Regions from separate parts of the Mus musculus genome. Here region 2 is linked to region 1. The links are chromatin contacts, called in public HiChIP or PLAC-seq maps. All regions are on one chromosome and are shown on one strand. Each heading gives the region's core, a stretch centred on a gene start, on an enhancer-like site or on the middle of the called end of the contact. The rest is flanking DNA. Distances are from core to core; before and after follow the strand shown.

Evidence for each region. HiChIP or PLAC-seq counts read pairs in DNA pulled down with a chosen protein or histone mark.
Region 2: an H3K4me3 HiChIP or PLAC-seq map of neural progenitor cells shows a contact between it and region 1, with 40 read pairs. The contact joins the promoter of Hoxa9 here to the enhancer-like site in region 1. A contact is called at or near these places in 3 of 39 promoter capture datasets (the HPC-7 cell line, hematopoietic stem and progenitor cells and macrophages), 1 of 484 Hi-C or Micro-C datasets (the C2C12 cell line), 11 of 115 datasets of contacts at active chromatin or transcription factors (acute myeloid leukemia, bone marrow-derived macrophages, craniofacial prominence and 8 more) and 4 of 9 other capture datasets (adipose tissue, liver, macrophages and 1 more).

What each region holds. Positions count from the first base shown.
Region 1 is chr6:51,973,844-51,977,650 of GRCm38.p6, forward strand. The region is part of intron 4 of Skap2 (src family associated phosphoprotein 2); the gene reads right to left. Among named protein-coding and RNA genes, the nearest start is that of Skap2, 37 kb to the right of the region's middle. Within about 2 kb of position 2,053, at least 8 of the 459 cell types and tissues checked have an H3K27ac peak or open chromatin away from gene starts, as enhancers often do. A contact at or near this core is called in neural progenitor cells, where this site is marked.
Region 2 is chr6:52,225,299-52,229,105 of GRCm38.p6, forward strand. It overlaps Hoxa9 (homeobox A9), which reads right to left and starts at 2,072. Exons shown (of 2, transcript NM_010456.3): 1 at 230-2,072. The coding sequence starts at 806. It overlaps Gm52902 (a long non-coding RNA gene), which reads left to right and starts at 2,206. Exons shown (of 2, transcript XR_003956434.1): 1 at 2,206-3,807.

The sequences.
Region 1 (3,807 bases), core at 803-3,302:
AATCTCTGCTCCTGCTCATCTGCATGACAAAATGCATACATAGAGACTTAAGGCTAAAAAAATGTCACTGTATTTATGTTTACCATTAAAGATGGAGAGGAGAGCCTCAATAATGAAACAGACCCCTCAAGCAGAGGTGACAACTGCCCTAAAGTCCACTAAGAAAACTGCTGTGGGTTGTACCCCAAAACAGCAAGGAGGGCACGGCAGTTAGCAACAACTGCCACACGATGCTGCAGACAGATACACGTAATTTAATGCAGTAGATTAGGGTTTTAAAGATCCATTTTTTGAACTATCTGCAAGAGTTTAGTAATTTAAAGATCATTTTCCTTATTATACCAAACTCTCATAATTTACCTTATAAATAAAATGATAGCAAAAACTATAATCCTAATTTATATAGCACACCCTAACTTTGGCAATTTAGTTGCAGGCATGTTAATGTTTAAACGATTTAAACCCACTCTTAGGCATGTTTTCCCTTTTGTCCTAGTACTGCAATTTGTTTTTAAAGGACTACTTCAAACATGCTAGCTGAAATGCACAGAGACAGCTGCTGTACACTGGGCATATTACCGCCTTGCAGTAGTGGATCATTCCACCTCGTTCCTCTTCCCTTCTTTGGACTCCAGCTTGTCATGAAAGCAGCTATTTATTAGTGAGTAAATACAGTGATGGCCATATTACGCATACTGATATGCCCTAAGGTCCCTTTACTGGGAAATGAGAGCATTTGCCCATATACACTTTATGTCTATGCTAATGTCTGCACTTGCTTAAACTTCCCCTAAGTCCCAAAACACATTTCAAGATTTGCTAACTGGAAAATTCACACCAATGCACTTTTTTGTTGATCATTTTAAATTATGAAAACTCTTCATATCTGTCATAAATTTAAGAGGCAAAAAATATTTTTGAAAGCACTCTATATTCTAAATATAACATCATGCAATATTTAAGCAACTTTATACTCATGTTATATATATACAATTTCATCTTACCATAAACTATACAAATTATTTATACAAAATAATTACTTTAAATTTATATATTCTCTCAACTAGTTTTTGCTCCATTCCCTTAAGGTCTTATATAGGCCAATGGTTTTTTCTTTAAAAAAAAAAAAGTATCAAAAAATGCAAGATACAATTAACTCCATCTCTGGTCATATCAGTTGCTTAAAAATCTTAAAACTCAAAGTCAATCCATAAAATTTGAATGATAAAAAAGCCATAAAATCATATTTAAAAACACAAAAACAAACCTAGTTTTCTTCCCAGGAACGTAAAACCCAGACTGTGTTTCCCATGTTGCTCTTTTCTCACTTGTTTAATTGCTGAGTTATAAATAACCTTATCTATTACTGGAGACACATCATTTATTCTATAGATTCACTCCTGTGAGAACTACAGTCTAAAGCTTGCACCCATCCATTTAGAATTCAAAATCTGACTTATTTTCATATAAAAATTAATTCTCAGATCAAAAAGGACAACTTACATTAACTCTTCTCTCAACAGTATTAGTTAAATTTTAACTAGTATTAATTGTAGTTTGAAAGTATGCAACCAGAATACATATTTGCACGCACGCGCACACACACAATTTATTTTCTGTGATTGAACATGGTAGGCAAAAAAGTAATACTACTCAATCACATTCATGCACTGCAAACCTTGCTGATACTCATATTAAAATTCTAGTACACTGGGATTTCAATGCTTGTTTACAATAAGCACACAATTGGTCTATATTTTCTTTTAAAATTGGAATATGAAGCTACAATTTCTAGTGCCAATAAAAACTACCCACTAAAAAAGTGGTTATAAGCTTGCCTTGTATTAGAATCTCTTTTGTCCGTCAATCAACAATAAAGTATTATTCTACCGTCACAAAGGGGAAACCTTCAGAGGCAGTAGAGGACTATGGGTTGTGCAAATGTGCAGTTGCTAAGAAGCAAATATGCCTCTCTTCTAATCAAATAGCCCAGCTCAGCAATGCCGCTGGCTTGGGGCAAGAAGCAAATTCCACCAGCCACAAACTTAGAAAGAGCCTTGAATTATTTGTTGCTGACCGCTGGCTGAACCCTTCCTGATGAGCACCATCACCATTAGCCACTACTCAGTGTACTCCATCAACCAATGGCAACAGCAGCATGCTACAGCTCAGGCTACAAGAAATTGATCAAACAGGGTAATGAGACGATTTCTTCACGGAGGTTATTTTAAATGAATATAAATATTTTCTTTCTACATAATTTGCCACTGAAAGGTCACTGAACTCTCTGTGATTTCAAAGAAAAATGTTCTACTGTCCTCTTTACATATCCGAGTTTGAGATGAAGCCAACAAACAATTCGAGGCATTTTTTGGTATTAGAGGCAAAATCTAATGAGCTGACATTTATGACAGCAGATGAATTGTGATGCCTAAACTTCAAGTTAAATTATAGCTAAAAACTGATCAAATGATGCTACTTTAATAAATAGAAAACTGATCATGATTTACCAATTAAAAACACTTATGAGTGTATTTTTGTTTAAGAAATCACAATTAATCTCTAATGTGAGTAATTCTGAGAACATGAATCATATGTATGCCTTCTTAGCTCAAGTTATTAAAATTTGATATAATTGTTGTGAATTATTCAGTGAAGAATTCATTTTTCTATAGCCCACCTCCTTCTGCTAGACAGTAGAATAAAATGCATGTTAACCATTCCAGTCAGCACATGAATCACTCCAGTGACATCTGATTTAGCTCTTCTCCCCGAGTGACATTCACTGCTCCTTTTCTTCACATACTTAGAACCAAAGGAATTATTAACAACTGGACCTTATCGTCACATCACAAGCAAATTACATCAGTTTAGCCGTGCATTTTGCTCAACATTCTGAAAATGTTCTGCAAAGTCAACTTTGTAGTTACTGCTTGCTAATATGGTGGTATGAAAATAATCCCCACTAAATCAGTTCATGAGTTTCAAATGTCCTTATGCCAGCAACTAAAAAGACTCAAGGTATGCATTTTCAACATCGGTATCCTTTCGTTATTATGAAGCAACATAGATTACATAGCATCTAATTAAAAACAAACTCAAGAGAAACACTTTCACATGAATGAGCAACTCTTAAAAACTTCCTAAAGAATATGAAGATCATGTTCCATGAAGAATTAACACAAATGTGATCAATTAAGTCCCTGTCGAAATGAGCTACTTTATAAAAAGAACCCTTAAGAGTTTAAGAAATTAGTTTTATAATATTTACTTTAGAAAAAAATATGTCTGGTTTACTATGTGTTATGGAAAATGGCTTAAGTTTTATGAATACATGCCTGGACATATCTTTTCAATTATTGAAACTCAGATAAACTTTTCATAATCATTTTTTGATTTGTTTATGGATGTTATGAGACATGAAAGTAAAACCCCTCATCTACAAAATGAAACACAAAATATAAACAGATGATCATTTTCAAAATGACAGATGAAGAAAGAAAGACAGTAATGCAGATGTTAGAGAGCTATCTGCACACTAACTGAGATTTCTAAATATTCATGTTAGGGTCATGAGGGCAATCAAAATGGGATTTTAAACACACATTCAAGTAATTTTCAAAACAAATGCATGTGCTCTGAATGAAAGAGAAAGCCTCTACCATTAACTTGAAATTAATCTGTCTTGAAAGGAGAAGCTGCTGAAGAAGCCGACAGAACTCAGGAGAGCCCCCAGCTGGCATCCAGAATCTGTTTTGGTGTGTTCCATTCTTTTCACGAGAAACCTTGTTGTGCTCTCACAAACAC
Region 2 (3,807 bases), core at 822-3,321, 250 kb after region 1:
ACTGCAGCAGCCTCCTCCCTTTCCCCTAGCCGGCCCGGGTGCTCCACACAGTTCTCTGGACTTGGGGCCCCTATCAGAGGTGTTCCAAACACCAACTTCTGGTTCTCGGACCCTAGATCCAGAGGCACCCATCGAGGACGAAGGCAGGCTCCAGAGAAAGCTGACGCGCTGGTAGATCCTGGTGGCCTGCGTGGAGGCAGCGGCCGGTTTGCAGGAAGGAGACACTTACTGGGATCGATGGGGGGCTTGTCTCCGCCGCTCTCATTCTCGGCATTGTTTTCGGAGAAGGCGCCTTCGCTGGGTTGTTTTTCTCTATCAACTGGAGGAGAACCACAAGCATAGTCAGTCAGGGACAAAGTGTGAGTGTCAAGCGTGGGACAGTCACCCCTTCTGGCCGAGAGCGGTTCAGGTTTAATGCCATAAGGCCGGCTGGAGGGTAAGCCCGCGAAGGAGAGCGCACCGGGCGTGGGTTCCAGCCAGGAGCGCATATACCTGCCGTCCGGCGCCGCCGCCGCCACGGGCGCCTGGGGATGCACGTAGGGGTGGTGGTGGTGATGATACACTGCAGCAGGCACCGCATTGGCGCCCGCCGCGTGCACTGGGTTCCACGAGGCACCAAACACCGCCGCCTTGGACTGGAAGCTGCAAGGACTGAAGTCGGGGTGTTCGGCCAGAGCTGCCGCCTGCCTTGGGGGTTGACCCAGGGTCCCTGGAGCGTAGCGTCCCGCACCCAGCTCATCAGCAGCGTCGGCGCCCAGCAGGAAGGAGTCCACATAGTAGTTGCCCAGGGCCCCGGTGGTGGCCATTGCAGTAGCCCGCGCCTGGCCGGCCCAGCCCGACCCGCCGAAATTATGAAACTGCAGATTTCATGTAACAACTTGGTGGCACCAGGGGGGGGTGAAGTACAGTCACCTAATAAGTTGCCGGCGCCCGCGCCCCCATTGGCCACGCGCGTCACGTGTCCGCCCGGCAGAACAATAACGCGTAAATCACTCCGCACGCTATTAATGGCCCGGTGTTTTGCAGTCATAATTTTTATAGCAAAAGCCATATGTTTTTATGCAAAGGGATCGCGCAGCTCCACGATCTGGTTTGTTTTAATTGTGGCCAACGAAGATTAAAAGATCAAATCTGGCCTTGCCTCTGTACTCTCCCTTGCCACCCCCCCAACACACACACATACCAGACACACACACTTCTTAAGCGGACTATTTTATATCACAATTAATCACGCCATCAGGAAGGCGCGGGTCCCGCGTGTGAGCACGGCCAGCAGAGCCCCTCACATAAAATTAGACAATAATTGAAGCCATAAAAAAGCAGCCAAATCGCATTCTCACTCTACTGTATTTAAATCTATATTTATGATATTTCATAAGGAGTTATTGTTTCGGAAGCCACACAGGCTGGTGGAAAGTCAGGAGCGACCAACAGATTCGTTTGCCTCGCTGTGGCTCCCTGTAAAAATTTATGAGGACTTGGAAAGGTTAAATTAGACTGTTGTGTTTGGTTGGTGAATACCCTGTAAATAATCCTTGCAGTCCTCAGAGATGTGAGCCCCCCGCCCGCGCGCGCCCCCAGGGCCGGCCTAGAAAAGTCAAATACAAGGCTCTCTCCACCTCAAACAGAGTGACCACCGCCCCTGTCGCGACGCACCGTCGATGATACAACCACCTAAAATGGGCTACCGACCCTAGTCAGACTGGAAAGCCAGCCAGGCGCTTGCACATCGGCCAGATCACCCTTGCTCCACAGGGAAGGCCCCACAGAGCAACCAGAGCAACCGCCAAGGAGAGAACTGCCAACCCTCAAGGGTTTGTGTCACAAACGCCCTGATTGTGTCACAAGCGCCCTGGCCCACTTCTTTGAGCACAAACTGCCCAGCGAATTTTATTCCCTAGCCAGCGGGTTCTAAGCTCCATCATCTGTATGCCTAGTCCCGCTCCCCAGACTGGAGATGGGGAAAATCGCCAGTCAACATCAAGAGGTGTTTGTCTTGCTGAGGGGTCACCTCGCCTAGTTTCTGGGCCCTGTATGAACCGCTCTGGTATCCTTCCCTCTTCTGTTTTTTCCTCCTATTCCTCTATCACCCCACTTTTTTTCCCCTTCCTTCCCATTCCCCTTTTCCTTCTTTTGTTACTCCCCTCCCTCCCTTCCTCTCTTTCCCCCCCGCCCCCATCTCCAGCGCCCCTGCCTTGGTTATCCTTGAAACAGAACAACAGAGATCCCATAGTCAAACTACAGCTCAAGTCCAGTGCTACAAATTAACCCGGGAGGAACACTGGACATTGACTTTAATCTCATCCTTTGGTCAAATGGAGGATGTTATTTTTCACCCCTTAGAATCTTTGGGAATAAGAGAAAAAAAGTGAGAAGGCCACAGCCACTGTTGTTAATGGGAGGGGCGGTGGCCCCATCCCAATCTGGAACACAAAGCAACAGCTCTTAGAAACTGTGTAATTAAATTCACGTGTGAATTTTGTGCCTTCCAAGAGTATGTTTCTCATTACTTCACTATCCACAAAAATGCTGACCCGAGACATTTCCATCTTTGTTTTTGCTTTCTTCCTCAGAAATAGTTCAAGGAGACACTTTCCAACGCTCTGACAGATTCCCCCAAATATTAGGCTCTCCACCAGAGAGGGGCTGGGAAGCTCCCGGGATCCACACCCCCTCGCTTGTCGGCAGGAAGAAGAAAGTGGTCAGCGCCAGGAACTGGATGTGGCCTGTCCTGACTGCCTCAGTCCCCTCCCCCTAATATTTTTCCTTTCCCTGCAAATTCCTCCAAGACACACACACCCCCAACACAACCCAAGGTGTTCTAAATATCCGGTAGTCCTCTGAGGTTCAGGTTTTCATTAAAGCAATAACCCAGGAGTATAACTCTGCTCTTAATTGTAATAGTAAATGGTAGAGTATTCCTGGCTGACTTTTTCATTTTTTGTATTCAGAGAAGATATGTATCATCACCATCATCATTAATATCATTAATATTTATTAATTTAAAATACTTTTAAAACTTTAGTCTCAAAACAGAAAAATTACAAAGAATTAGGTACTGAGTATTAAGCAGCTGTTTACATGTGGCCCAAAAGGGGGAAAATTCATAAAAGGAGATATTGTCCTTGTGAGTCTAGAAACATGATCCTAAAGTATACAGGTTTTTATTTCTGCTTTCTTTTGGATGAGTTGTATACACATCTAGAAATAATAAATGGATGCAACCACACAACACCTCATGCTCAACTGAGAATCTTCCAAAAACGTTGGTCTTTGAAATAAGCCCAGTACCCGGATGCAGAAAATGGCAGAGAAGAGTTGGAGGGAGCCTGGAGTACTGGTCACTCAGATAACAGGTTGTTGGCTGAGCAACGAAAACAATTCCCGGGCATCAGCCTGAGCCGGGAAGGGAAACAGAGTTCTGTGGTCTCAGGCAGTGCCTGTGTTGTTGGGGGTGGGGAGAGGGTGGTTTGTTTCAGGTTTCTGTATTAAGAGTCGTTAGGCTGGTTTTCTTAGATTACAATTTAGTACCAGTGCCCCAGTTTGTGCCCTCCCTGATCTTGAATTTGGGATTGTTTTCACTCATTTAAAATATATTGGACCTGGGAAGGTCTCCCTTCTCAAACCCTCAGTTGCACAAGGCAGGACATTTTCTGAATCTAAAATGGCTAGCAAGCCAGCGAGCAGTCAAGCCTTGGACCCGGTGAGGCTCTCTCATCACGGTCAAAGCCCGAGTTAGGACCCGTAAAGCTGGCAGAGTCGGTCAGAAGCTTCCCGCTGAAGCGTTCTCAGTAGTCGGGCGACACA